4 separate regions of the Mus musculus genome follow, and all the other regions are linked to region 2. Evidence: chromatin contacts called from public Hi-C, Micro-C and promoter capture Hi-C data. All regions are on one chromosome and are shown on one strand. The core of a region is the stretch at or near the end of the contact, and the rest is flanking DNA. Distances in the headings are between cores, read along the strand shown.

Region 1 (3,064 bases), core at 91-2,590, 220 kb after region 2:
GTGAATCCAAAGTCCCAGTCCATACAGCCAAGAAGCAGGGAGATAGATAGATCTTAAAACTCCTGCATGCTACCTTAGAGGCCTGAGAGCAGGTCTACATCAGACCTCTCCTCCCTGGGCCAGGCCCTTTGCCTAATAGTCACAAGAGGTTAGTGGGCCAGAAAGTCTCATGACGGGACATCTCAGTCCATCTGCGTGGACTCTGGGGGAGCCATGTGGGACTTGGGGTGAGGAGAGAAGGACTGCAGATCATGAGCAGTGCTTGGCACTAGGCACGCAGCTCCCTGCTCCACAAGCTTGCATGAAGCTTCAGGTTTGAGTCTCCTCACACTGCTCCAGTGTGAGTTCAAGGACAGCCTGGGCTGCATGAGGCCCTGACTCCAGAAGGAAGGGAGGAACTGTGGATCAGCAAGGTGTCTCGGTGGGGAAAGGTGGTCGCCCTCAAACCTGGAGACCGGAGTTCAGTCTGGGGACCCACGGGGAGGAAAGCGGGAACTGACTCCCACACGTTGTCCTCTAAGCGCCGCACATGCGCCGTGGCACGTCGCCCGCCCACACAAATAGATGAATAAGATTTTAGAGTGTTTAAATTTAAAACCCTCACTTAAAACGAGAGGGAATTCAGTTCCGATATACTGGGAATGCTGTGTTTGTTCTGACAGCCAGGATGAATCTAGACAAGTGTGGGGGGGGGCGCTCTGCCTGTGTCCCCATCCCAACACCCAAAAATATGCCCACTGTCCCGACCAATACCGGAGGACGATTGGCCCTGACTCTGCTCGCCTCACTCCTTGGTTTCTGCAGGGACCCCTCAGGCAGTGAGCTCTGCTCTCTGTTTATTCCCCCCTGTCCAGCCTGCCCTGATGAAATTCTTGAAATTTCATGGCGACAGGCAGAGTCCTGCTAAACTAGTTTTTGTTCTTCAGCCTCGGGGCCACTGAGCCCTCTGTTGAGGCCCAGAACAATGTCCCAATGTTCAGAGAGACTCCAAGTGGGTGGTGGTAGGGTCTGTGCAGATCAGAACCATCTTGCCCCAGTCTGCCTCGAAGGCCAGCTTCTTTCTGTCTCGGGGGCCAAAGTGTTGCTGGAAAGTCCCTCTGCCAAACCGGGAAAGCCCTGGCTCCACTACCAACCTCAGCACCCTGGGCACGTACCCTGGCATCCCTATGGTAGCTCTGCTCTTGCGCCACAGGAGCAGGCACACAGGGACAGGCCGTCTCAGGGGTAAGATGGCATACCTGGGAAACAGGAATAAGGCTTTCCCGGGGAAGAAGGAACAGAGCAGGCAAGGTGGGGAAGGGTGAGGTTAGATGCAGAGACTCGCTGTAGCGGGGTCCAGGCTCCTCCCACTTCCTGAGGCCCAGGCTCCTCCCACTTCCTGCCGGGCAGCGGTGGTTGATCCAGGACCAGCTGGTAAAACTAGGAAGTCCCAGGAGGAGATGGACCGATCACCTCATTTCCCCATGTCCTAGGTGGTCTAGGACAGAGGGAACTATCAGCCTGCCTCAGACCCAGCAGGGGGACAGTGTAAGGGCACCTTGGCAATGCGGCCAGGTTTCTGAGAGTTTGAGGTGACTGTTTTTGGGGTCCCCACGTTCTCAAACTCAACTGGCCTGCTTGCAAGGCAGGGCACCAGCTTTACCTGTGACATTTTAGTCAGAATTCAGGATGCATTGTGGCTGGGAGCAGAGCCTTGGTGGCAGTGGCTTTACAACCTGTGTAAGTCGCTCAGCCATCCGTGGGCTGGTTAGAGCAACAGACGCCGTGTGGAGCACGCCTTGGCTGCTTCCCCCGCTCTTCTCACCTCTCCCTGGGACGGAAATGGAAGGTGGGAGAGAGGTCCAGGGAGAGTCCCTCCTGCAGTCTTCCTTTACGCCTAGGTATTTACTGAGCACCTACTATATGCTAGGAACTACACAGGCCAACTCAAGGCTACAACTAGGTTTGAATCTTGCACTGAGTTAATCTTAGTGGTCCAGTCAGAACACACAGCGCTGCTGTGACCTTCAGTGGACCACTTCTCTTCAAACCCCTGATTCTTATTTTGTACCCAGGTTCAAAGGTTCCTCTCCCGATCCCGTACAGATGGGAAACTGGTAATGAGAACGGACCTGGCTCTAGCTGTAGGTTATGTTTGGAGGCGTCTCACAGAGCCCTCCCTCCAGGTTCTTCCCCTAGGTGCTTAGGCAGCCAGCTGGTCTCCGGCTGAGGCACTGGGGTTGAGAGCCAGCCCCACCTTATGCTGGGCTGCGTCCTGGTGAGACCCTCAGCTAGGCAACTCTATTCATCTGTCATCATTCGTCTGGCCAGGGACATGGGCCACCCTGTGCTCCCAGCAACCCATCCGCGGCCACTGGCTAATGCACAGAGAATCTCTTCATAGAATCGGTCTTACCCAGCCCGGCCCAGTGGCTGTGGGTCAGAGAGAGATTGGATGAGGAAGGGCACAGGACTCTGTAAGTGCATTCTGCCCACCTCCACCACAGTCCCTTCTACCTGGGTGCAAAGGTGCCCACGGGAAATGTGTCCGCACCGAGGAACAGAGCCTCTGTGTCCCCGCTACCATGCTGGATAGACCAACAGGAGGGACGAGGATTCAAAAGCCCTTGTCTGGCCTGACCGTCACTCCAGCAAAGGTCAGTGAGGGCTTGGTGCAGGCCGAAAGGCTGTCGTCAGGGCTGACACAGGGTTTCTGGCTCCCTTAAACAAGAGCGTAGGGAAAATATAGGGGTGCCTCTACAGGGTGACCTGGGGTCCTGGTATTTTTCTCACATTGTGCTTTCTGTTCTCCCCTGATCCCCAGCCTTGGGAGGAGTTGGGGTGTGGGTGTCTCTCATTTCCACATACTTCCTGTCTCATGGCTGAGGCCCAGGTACCCTGGGGCATCTCCATCAGGACAGGTAAGCCCCATCTACCCACCCACGCAGGTCTATCCAGCAGGCAGGTGTTCTGCCTCCCCCAGGACGGGTGGCCCCTTTCTCCTCAAAGCCCAAAGGCTCATTCTGACCATAGCTGTCTACTCTTGAGTATAACCCCCCAGTTGGTGACCTCTCAGGGACAGTGC
Region 2 (3,064 bases), core at 91-2,590:
GACAGAATGCATTCAAGGCACGCATTACAAGACAAAGTGTGCTGTGCTTAGAAAGTAGAGGACATGCTTTCGACTGAATGGAATTAAAAGTAAAAAGACACTACTACATATGGGCACAGAGGCCTGAGTTCAAGGCTACACTGAATCATGGTGGCCATGAACTGTCTGTGAGCTTCACTGTCTCCCTCCATGAGCAGGTGGACACTGCCACTTCTCAGGACTTTTATACGATACAAATTATGTGAGAATGGAAAGTCTTGAATCTATGTTTTCAATTCTAGGCAACCAGTGGGTCCTACCCCTAAACTGTGGCTCATAAAAACCTCGCCCTTCAGGAAGTAAATATTCCAATGACATCATTCATATACTTCCTAGGACAGGGTAAACAGTTAACATTCACACCTTTGTGTAGAAACATCAAACCTCTATTGAAATACATAAATACTCGTGTAGTTTTCTGATTCCTCAAGCACTGGTATTGCCTTCTAGCCAATGCTTATCGAATTTCAAAACTAGGATGAAATGAAGATCTCCTGGAAATGTTGTCAGAAATTCCATCCCATGTGGCCAAGCAACCAACTCAAGAACGGGCTCCATGCTGGCCAGGCACCTTTTGCTCGTTTTATCTGAATTATACATACTGTCCCCATCTCCAAAAAGTTACCTGTTTCATGCACACATGCAAACGCCACTAGTAAACAAACATCAGCACAGGGAGAAAGAAGCTAACGAGTTTCCGATTTTAAAAGACTCGAGGGCCGGGCCGCAACCACCCGCTCCTCCCATTAAATTCGGAAGTTTGACAGGGTTTAGACTGCAGACCCATCACTCCTGAAACTGCATCCGGCCCCACGGTATTCCGTAACGGCTTGGATGCTGAGCTGAAGTTTCAACCTACAAAGCCAAGGAGCGGGCAAGTCACGGGAAGGGCTGCTGGGGTGAAGTCCTCGTGCCACTCCGGACAGGCGGCCGTTTCATCTCCTCCTAAGCCAACTTCCCGTTTTCCCCCTCTTACCTTATAGACTTTCCCGAAGGCTCCGTCGCCCAGTTCTCCAATAATCTCCCAAAACTCTTCGGGGTTCAGGTCTCTCTTCACGTGTTCGTACTGTTTCTTCTTCTTCTCGCTCCCCAACTTGAAGATCTTACGGAAATTGAAGAAGGACATTTTTCCAAGCCCAGCAGAGCCCCTTGCCCTTAAAGGGCTAGGAACAATAAAAGGCAAAGTTTGTGGCGCGTCGTCTCCCGCGCGAGCCCGGGGTCCGGGCCGCTCCCGCCGGGCGCTCCCCGGAGAAGGCGGGGCGCCGACCGGGCTCCGGCCCCGGAGTGGGGCGCGCGGCCGCCGCGAGCCGGGACGGGCCGAGCGGCACGGTGGGCACCTCGCTCGCGGGCCCCGGGGGCTGCACCTGCCCCGGCGCTCGTCCCCGGCCCGCACCGGGCCGCACGGGTCCGAGCGGCGCGGACGCCCGCGGCCCGCGGCGCCTTAGGCCCGTGTCACCGCGCGTCTCCCGGGGCGGCGGCCGCTCCGGACCCGGGAAGCGGCCGGCGCCCGGCAGGCGCGTAGCGGCGAAGCCAAGCTCTCCCGCCGGGGCCCCACGTCTGCTCCGAAGCGTCCGCTCCCACTGCGCGACACCCGCGCGTCCCCTCGGCTCTGGGGCGCCGCTGCCTCGCTCGTCGCCTCAGCCCACACAGCCTCGGCCCGCAGCGCGCACGGACGCCGACGCCGTCTCGCAGCGCGCCCGAGCTCCTCGGCCGCGCGCGCGCTCGCCCGCGCGGTGACGCGCCCCGCTCCCCGCGCGCTCGCGAGGGCGTACCCTCTGGCCCCGCGCACGCGCGCTGGCTCCGCCGGGCTGGCGGCGCGGCGGCTCGGTGGCGCCTGCGGCGGGAGGTGTGGTGGAGGCTTGAGCGCTTCCATCCTCCTCGAGGGTTTTGCGTTGACCTCTGCGAGCCCGAGCCGGGTGGCTCCACGACGTCGTTGGCCAGGTCTCCTTCGGCGCGACCCTGTTGATTGCGCTGGCGGATGTTGCCTCATTCTGCACAAGGGGGACGCGGGAAAGCAGGCTATGCTTGTGGGTGCCTGAAAGTGCACTGTTTCCGCTTCGGAACTCATACAAGAGTCCAGGGAGAGGGAAAGCCGGGAGCCTGGGCTTTGAGCCATAGTTCAGTGACTTTGAATACAGCATCCGAGTCCCCATTCCTATGATCTCCATAGTCCTTACTGAAACGTTGCGGCATAGATCAAAAGAGACAATAAATGGAAACCCTTTGCACAGGGCTTGCACCAGCAAGTGCACAATATTTACTCAATATGAAGGTAGTGCAAACATAGGTTGTAAAAAAAAATTGTTTAAAAGGTAGGTGTGGTGGAGCCCTGGGGAAGCTGCCAACGAATGATAACGAGTTCGAGACCAGCCTGGGCTACAGAAAAAAGCCCTGTCTCAAAAAATAAAAAGGAAATTGTTTAAGATCGGCTTCTGGAGTGGTGACACTCCCTTAAGGATAACCTCTGGGTCACCTCCACAGCCAGAAAACTGGTGCCGCCCTTCCTGAGTCTCACCTGAGCTAATCCAGCCGGGGATTCCAGATTTGCTGGGGCTATGTGGGTGTCGCCTGGAGTCTGTCAAATGATTTACCGTCCCCCTCCTCCACCTGACAGAAGCCCTTTGGGGAGGAGGGGGGCGGGGAGGCAGAGGCGGGGTCACCCATCAAGGTGACCAAGAGCAGGGCCACATTCCAGGGTAGGTGTAGAAAGCAGACCAGGAAATGAGTGAATACCACAAGAAAACGTTTTAAAAATTAAAATAGTAGACTTTGACAAAAGATGAGGCCTAGTGGTACAAAGGGGACAATAGCAAGCGCTTAAATTTGAGGCCAGAGCGAGTGTGCAGCAGTTAAGTGCATTTGCTCTTAACCACTTTCTTGTTGTTTTTTTCTTGTTTTCTTTCTTGTTTTGTTTTGCTCTAGCCCCAAAATGTAGCAGTTGTTCCGTAAAAGGCTCAAGATTGTTTTCTCAAGATCCTTCTGTTTCAAGATATTTTATATATAATTGATACACACTGAACTGCAT
Region 3 (3,269 bases), core at 288-2,787, 130 kb before region 2:
CTCTCAGAAATCTTGTTGTTGCCCTGTGTCATGGAGATCCTGTAGTTTGGGATGCGTAGGACTGGCCCTTCATGAATTTCAGCATTTCATGGATGGGGTAGATGTTGGGGTGAGTCAATTCAAATCCCTGGATCTGGACCTGAGAGATATCTGAGCTCAGGTATCTCAGATATCCACTGACTCCCTCAATCTCACACCCTCAGGGCTGGCTCACCAACCAGGGTGCAACCAGGGCCAGCTCTACCCTGCTGCCCAGGTGAGGTGCAGGGCACACTCTCCCAAGTGCTACAGCTGGTGAGGGGCAGGGCCAGCTCTCCTGCTCTCATGATCCTGGGGCCAGGCCTGCAGGTGTTGAAGGGAGATGGGGAGGGGAGGAAGGCATCTAAGCCACCACATGGGGGACAAGAAGTAGGGACAGGTCTCCCACATTGCTGCAGGACCGGCGACCCAGGTGTAGCCTCTGGTGGCAGCAAAGGACATGGTCCCAGGTGGCATCACCGGCTACTCGCATCATGCTGTTCTTCACTACCGTCCAGTCTCCAGCTCTGCCTCTTTTCATTGTGCCCACGTCCTTCTGTTTCTCTTTCTCTTCCATTTCTCCTTCACTTACTTGCTCCTTTTAATGGATCCCAAAGTCCTGAGTGTCTGGAGTTGTCTCAGCAGTGGTCTCAGGAGTGCTGTGTCCCTCTCATGGATTATGGCTCTGGGCAGGGGGTCACCTCAGGTATGATCTGTCTCCCATCCCCAGGCCTGTGCTGCACTAGACTGTCACCCGGCCTGCCAGAGTAGTCCCATGCAAGGGTTGTCTATCTCAGGCTCACTCCTGCCTGGGGCCTAGAGATCCCAGGTTGGGGAGGGGGGAGGTGGTGTTCTAGTCCCTGGCTTGCTCCCAATCCTGGAAGCCCACCCTGGCCTGTCTGGTGCTGAACTGGTGGTCACCTCAGGCTTGCTGTTTTCAGGGAATGTTAGGTTATTAGATGTCCATAGATAGAACACTGAGTGTAGACAGAGCCTCTCTTGGCCACATACTGAGACACATGTGACACAGCAGCCACCTGTAACCCTTCTAGGGGCAGGGGCATCACTGATTGGTTTTTATCATCTTTATAACTATAGCTATGTGTTTGCGGGAGATGCTGTGAATTTCTTATACCATTAACTAATGGTATAAAGGAAATAACAGGTATATAAAAAGTTAGTGTCAAGTAGTTGAGATGTTAGTTTCCAGGCCTAAAACCTCAGAGCCAGCTTACCTTCCACTTGTCTTTGCTAGCTGGGAAGATGTGTTAATGTTCTCAGGCATGTTTGAGGGAACACTGGCCATGTGCCATTCTGAGCAATCTCCCACATTCAGGCTTCTGTGAATCATGTGTTGGTTCTGAATCAACACATGCTCAGAACAAGGACCTGCCAGTTCCTGCTCCTGGCCCAGCCATCTCACGAGGCTCAGCACGCTTTTCTACATGAGCTCTGACTGTAGAACCTCGGCATGGGGGGGGGGGGTCATCTCTGACTCCTTCCACTGCATTCCCGAGGATGACATCTCAGAGATGACTAACTAGCACTCTGACGGGAAAGGTAGACAGCTGTTCTTTCCTACCCAAAAGGAACAGGTCAGGATGGCTTCCGGTAAATGGCTCAAGACCACAGGGCAAATTCTAAGACTACATTTTGGTCCTTAAGAGTGAACTTTGTTGAATATATTCACCCTAAGCCCTGAGAGAGTAACTAGCTCGTTTTTTAGTTATTGAACATAACAACTTGGGCCCCCATTCTTACTACAAGGGGGAAGAGAGCAGTCCAAAGTTGTTATGAAATGAGTTTACTGACATTTTGAACTGAACATATGGAAGTTACATAGGCTCTTGGTGGTTGCCTAGTTCACAATGTTGGAAACCTGTCACAACAGCTTTGAGCTGCTTTCGATAATGTTGTTGATTTTTTTTTTTCCCAAGACAGGGTTTCTCTGTATAGCCCTGGCTGTCCTGGAACTCACTTTGTAGACCAGGCTGGCCTCGAACTCAGAAATCTGCCTGCCTCTGCCTCCAGAGTGCTGGGATTAAAGGCATGCGCCACCATGCCTGGCTTGTTGTTGACTTTTATGTTACATCAAAGCATTGTGAAAGATTAGATTCGTGCTAGGCTTGGTGAAGTTTCTTTGTTAAAAAAAAAAATGTCATTAAAACAAAAAAAATTGTGGGGGAATTAATTAGAAAACTAAGAAAATAAAATCATTGAACATTCCAATGTCTGTTTTTACACCTGTATCACAATAATGACTTTCTCCAATGGTTCTTTCAGAATCAACCACTAAGCAGTGTGTGTAAAAGCTGAATTTCGTTATGGCAAAACAGATGTGAATGCTTAACTCTGTTTTCTCCAACTCTTCCTCCTGAAGTTCACAGGCATCTCTCTCTCTCTCTCTCTCTCTCTCTCTCTCTCTCTCTCTTTTCTGTATTTTTCATCTGTGTTTTTATAGAGACTCTATCCATCAGATAACAAGTTTAATCATAGAAAATATATAGAATAGCCTTTCTTTTTGGAAACTATAGTTACCCAACAGTTTGCCGTAACCCGCAGGTTTCAGAGAAGAGGAAACCCCCGCTCTGACCAAGTAAGTGTGTTCTCTTTCTGAAGGGCCTCTGGCTGGATAAATCTAGGTCATGAGAGCTGCATAAATAAATGATGGGAACAGAATGCTCACCTGTGGATTTGCAAAATTTTTATGCTATTGGGACCCTATGTAAAAAGGAGCCCTACTGGACATAGTGGTGAATACCTTTAATCCCAGCAGTCCGGAGGCAGAAGCAGGCAGATCTCTGTGATTTTGACTCTAGCCTGGGCTACATAATGAGACCTGAGGTCTCAAAAACATCCTAAATAAAATAATAATAATAGTAATAAATAGAATTAAAATAAGTCATGTGTTCATTCCGTTTGCTGATGCTATGTGCAATTTTTTTTTTTATTCAGAATGGATATATTGCCAGGTATGGAGCACATGCATGCAATCCCAGCCCTTAGAAGGCAGGGGCAAGAGGGCTGATGAGCTGAAAGGCAGCCTGGGATACCTAGAAAGGAATGGCTTATATTGAGTGAAATACCTAGAATGAGTGAATCAGTAAGGGGAAAGCTGATAAATAGGTTGTTCTGACATGAAAGTGATTCTTGACCATGAACTTCAGGGGTTTTCTTTCTAGCAGAATTCTCTGGGCTAGACTGAGCCCTAATCTATATTGTTGTATAATTTCCTAGTATTGTGCCTGTAG
Region 4 (3,583 bases), core at 345-2,844, 210 kb before region 2:
TTCAAATTTTTGGATTCACTGGTATGATGCAGGATGTTTGTGAGTTTAAAATTTAGATCACTTTATGCCAAATAGTTGAAAGCTAAAAATTTGAATTATATCAAAACAATTACGTATGTTGCATTTTCCTGAAAAAGAAAATTTTAAATAGAAGTTAAATTTCTATATTCTATTTAGAGAAATTGAGAGGATTAGAGTTGTCTAGTATGTAACTAATGCTAAAACAACAACAACAACAACCCTTGTATCAACTATTGAATTAGATAAAGGTCCGAACATTTTGATATTACAAGAGGAGGAACAGATGGCTTACAACCGTAATAGTTTTAAAAACTTTTTACCTCTGACCTCTGTTTAATAATTAATTTTTCTCCATACCTTTAGTCCCAAATGTGTGTGTGTGTTCTCCAAGATATATTTATAAACTCATTCATTTATTTATTTTAAAAAAATTTACTAAGTACAAAATGTTGAATATGGGCCAGGGCGGGAGGCATGGGAAAGCCAAGGAAACAATGTCGTGCTATGTAATTCCTCAGGTGAAGGGGTAGGAGTGGATGGAGCTGAGTGGATGGAGGCGTCCCAGCTGAGGGTGCCAAAAATGGAAGGCGACTACATTCCAAGGGAAGTGATGACTCAGATCCTTAACACATGTGCAGGATGGGGTGCGCACATTAGTGCTACAACTCAAGGCTTCCTAGGACTGACATAAGAACCAAGTGGAAGATTTGGGCAGATAGCCATGACATTGTGTCTTCTTGGGCCACCGGCTTCCACACGGTCAAGACAGTGACCTAACGGCTCACTGGGGCCAAAGAGCAACCCAGTCTGTAACTTGGATGGCTCTTGATGTGGTAGAGCCGGGGGCTGACAGCAGAGAGGCTGCTGTGCTGCTTGAATATTCAGTTTGTAACTAATGAGGTTGGGTGGAGGTTGGCCTGTTGCTATATACTGTAATGCTAAGTTCTGTCCGGGAGGGTCTAGGCCTTGATGTAAGTTCTTAAGGTGACCCGCACCAGCTTTTGTTGTGCAAACCTTCTTTCCTAATTTAAAACTATTAGTTAAATAGAAACTGCTAGAGCCAACTACTAGAAGAATTAGAGACAGGTAGGGTTTTTTAGTTACCTAGTTGAGAGGGGCAGAAAGCGAGAAAGAGAAGAGAGAGGACAGGGTAGATACCATGAGAAGAGAGCAGGAGAAACAGCAAGTATCTGGCTACTGGAGAGGTAGCCAGGGCAGCAGTTAGAAGCATAGATTACGGGTTACCTCCCAGTAACTGTCAAAGCCAAATTTAAAAACAAAAACAAAAACAAACAGCCGGGGCGGTGGTGGCGCACGCCTTTAATCTCAGCACTCGGGAGGCAGAGGCAGGCGGATTTCTGAGTTTGAGGCCAGCCTGGTCTACACAGTGAGTTCCAGGACAGCCAAGGCTACACAGAGAAACCCTGTCTCGAAAAAACAAAACAAAACAAAAACCATAATCTGAATCGCAATTTTTCTTAAGCTAGTCGGGATAAGCTTTAATTGATTGTACAGCAAGGTTGGCCTGGAGATGGGAGGGGCGAAGCTGGGAACCCTCAGCTCTCACCGAAACCACAGGCAGAGTATGTAGCAGTGAAGAAAGCCACGGAGGTTCCAAGTAGTGAGGGGCCTGCATCATCCCTTCCAGAAACAGCTCGAGAAAGACAGACTGGGTGAGAGTCCCGCCAGGCAGGCAGGCAGGCAGGCAGGCATAGGCCACGCTGGTCAGTTAGCAGGTGTTCCCTGAGAGACCGGTGGGCCATGGAGGGCACATGTGCAAAAGCCGAGCCAGCACTGGACAAGATGACATGGGAAACTCAGCCTGAGTGAGAGAGGTTTGTGTGCCAGCTGTCCAGGGCAAAGAGAAGGAGGAGGGTCCCAGCCTCTTGTGGGAAGAAGAGAGAACATCAAAGAGAATACAAGGAGACAAAAGGCAGCGAGTGGAGGTGTGTCGTCTCAATGGGCTCAAAGTCACAGACGGGAACCCCACATCCTGCCAGTGCTAGAAAATAGAGGGAGATGATGGAGTGAACAGGAAAGAAATGAGGAAACAGAGTAAGGTCCAGGATTTTCTGAGATGGCCCCTGTCTCCCTTGTTAAGGAAGCCAAGCCGCAGAGTGCCTTGGTGGGAGGCAGGGAACAGAAGCACTGTTCAGAGTTGGGTGAGAGGTAAACGTGGCATAGCGCAAGTCACTGAGCAGGATTTCCCAAGGGTCAGACTCAGCATCGGGGGCATTTCCACTACCTACGTAATGATGCCAAGAACATCCGTGTCTAAGGTCACCCAGTGTGAGAGCCCTGGAACCGGCCGGTGCCCAGATGGGAGCCAGGACATGAGCACCCAGGGTACAGGTGGGAAGAACAAAGGTGGCCGGCTCCGGAAGGCATCCCTGTTGGAACATAGGCATGACCAAACCCACATGGCTGGAAAATCAGAAATCTCCCCTATCAGTTTATCAAACAGGTCCCATAACTCGTGCTTACAGGTCACTGTAAAAGTCAGCCAATGGGCTGGTGAGATGGCTCAGTGGGTAAGAGCACCCGACTGCTCTACCGAAGGTCTGAAGTTCAAATCCCAGCAACCACATGGTGGCTCACAACCATCTGTAATGAGATCTGATGCCCTCTTCTGGTGCATCTGAAGACAGCTACAGTGTACTTACATATAATAAATAAATAAATAAATAAATAAATAAATAAATAAATAAATAAATAAATCTTTAAAAAAAAAAAAAGTCAGCCAATAAAATTTGCTACTTAAGACTGAGTGAAGCAGTGTCTCCATTTTGACACACTTAAATACAACTCTGTGTGTGTGTGTGTGTGTGTGTGTGTGTGTGTGTGTGTTTAAAATATTCAATATTAACAAAGGATCATGCTGAGAATTTGAGGAAAGTAGTCTCTCTCCTGTCTTAGTTAGAATGATGCAGGGCTCTTTAACACAGTCAATCCCCATTCACTTTCAGAGACGGGCAAGGACATCCTGCAGATATCCACGGTGTCTGTCATGGAGTCAGATGTGGTCGAAGTGCTGGTGTTGTACCCGCTTCCAGATATGGGCAGAAGCAGGCTGGAATACTTCACCCTGCCAGTCATGTTACCAGAAGGTGAGGCTAAATGAGCACTCAGCTCCTTATCCCTGGCCCGGATGAGTCGCTCTCGTCCGTTTCTGGTTTCTTGGTAAAGTGGTTGTTCTCCGTGCATCTCTGCAAAGCAATACTCCGTGGCTGTGAAATGGTGAAGTGTAGCTTCCTCTGTGCCTCGGGACTCAGGGATGTTTCTTTGTTTGTGTGTTTGTTTGTATCTTAAGTATGAGAAAAGAAACAAGATCAACTGCCATGCCAAGTTGATCTGTCGTCATGTGATGGGTTTCGTTCTGTGGTTTTAAATATTCCCAGTTAAATTCAGATACTTTACAGCATAGTTACCTAGAATTATAAAACAAGGGTTCATTAAAAGGCTGAGAGAAAACAGATAACTTTTCTTGTCTCAGATGGCAAATTTATCTAGCTAGAAACTTTGAAAATATAGAATTACAGAACATAAGGTGTGGGGGGGGGGG

The links. Promoter capture Hi-C pulls out the DNA fragments that hold promoters and counts their contacts. A called contact is a pair of places that touch in the nucleus more often than the background predicts.
Region 1: a Micro-C map of embryonic stem cells shows a contact between it and region 2, with 2.4 times the contacts expected there. The contact joins the enhancer-like site here to the promoter of Slk in region 2. A contact is called at or near these places in 9 of 39 promoter capture datasets (the 3T3-L1 cell line, cranial neural crest, embryonic stem cells and 4 more), 1 of 15 datasets of contacts at CTCF or cohesin (large pre-B cells), 13 of 484 Hi-C or Micro-C datasets (bone marrow-derived macrophages, cerebral cortex, cortical neurons and 7 more), 4 of 115 datasets of contacts at active chromatin or transcription factors (embryonic hindbrain, forebrain, large pre-B cells and 1 more) and 3 of 9 other capture datasets (adipose tissue, liver and macrophages).
Region 3: a Hi-C map of muscle stem cells shows a contact between it and region 2, with 2.0 times the contacts expected there. The contact joins the enhancer-like site here to the promoter of Slk in region 2. A contact is called at or near these places in 14 of 39 promoter capture datasets (the C10 cell line, the HPC-7 cell line, cranial neural crest and 8 more), 16 of 484 Hi-C or Micro-C datasets (the C2C12 cell line, CD8 T cells, CD8 central memory T cells and 12 more), 2 of 115 datasets of contacts at active chromatin or transcription factors (forebrain and large pre-B cells) and 2 of 9 other capture datasets (adipose tissue and liver).
Region 4: a promoter capture Hi-C map of embryonic stem cells shows a contact between it and region 2, with 3 times the contacts expected there. The contact joins the enhancer-like site here to the promoter of Slk in region 2. A contact is called at or near these places in 9 of 39 promoter capture datasets (the C10 cell line, HPC-7-derived erythroid cells, cranial neural crest and 3 more), 1 of 484 Hi-C or Micro-C datasets (liver), 3 of 115 datasets of contacts at active chromatin or transcription factors (all in embryonic stem cells) and 2 of 9 other capture datasets (adipose tissue and embryonic stem cells).

The regions. Positions count from the first base shown.
Region 1 is chr19:47,357,662-47,360,725 of GRCm38.p6, reverse strand. The region is part of intron 5 of Sh3pxd2a (SH3 and PX domains 2A); the gene reads left to right. Among named protein-coding and RNA genes, the nearest start is that of Gm36885, 69 kb to the left of the region's middle. Within about 2 kb of position 1,340, at least 64 of the 459 cell types and tissues checked have an H3K27ac peak or open chromatin away from gene starts, as enhancers often do. A contact at or near this core is called in embryonic stem cells, where this site is marked.
Region 2 is chr19:47,578,295-47,581,358 of GRCm38.p6, reverse strand. It overlaps Slk (STE20-like kinase), which reads right to left and starts at 1,340. Exons shown (of 18, transcript NM_001164639.1): 1 at 1,016-1,340. The coding sequence starts at 1,165.
Region 3 is chr19:47,708,674-47,711,942 of GRCm38.p6, reverse strand. It overlaps the pseudogene Gm26085. Among named protein-coding and RNA genes, the nearest start is that of Gm24805, 4.6 kb to the left of the region's middle. Within about 2 kb of position 1,537, at least 16 of the 459 cell types and tissues checked have an H3K27ac peak or open chromatin away from gene starts, as enhancers often do. A contact at or near this core is called in the C2C12 cell line and muscle stem cells, where this site is marked.
Region 4 is chr19:47,787,857-47,791,439 of GRCm38.p6, reverse strand. It overlaps Cfap43 (cilia and flagella associated protein 43), which reads left to right. Exons shown (of 38, transcript NM_027559.2): 12 at 1-21; 13 at 2,988-3,128. Among named protein-coding and RNA genes, the nearest start is that of Mir8090, 34 kb to the right of the region's middle. Within about 2 kb of position 1,594, at least 6 of the 459 cell types and tissues checked have an H3K27ac peak or open chromatin away from gene starts, as enhancers often do. A contact at or near this core is called in embryonic stem cells, where this site is marked.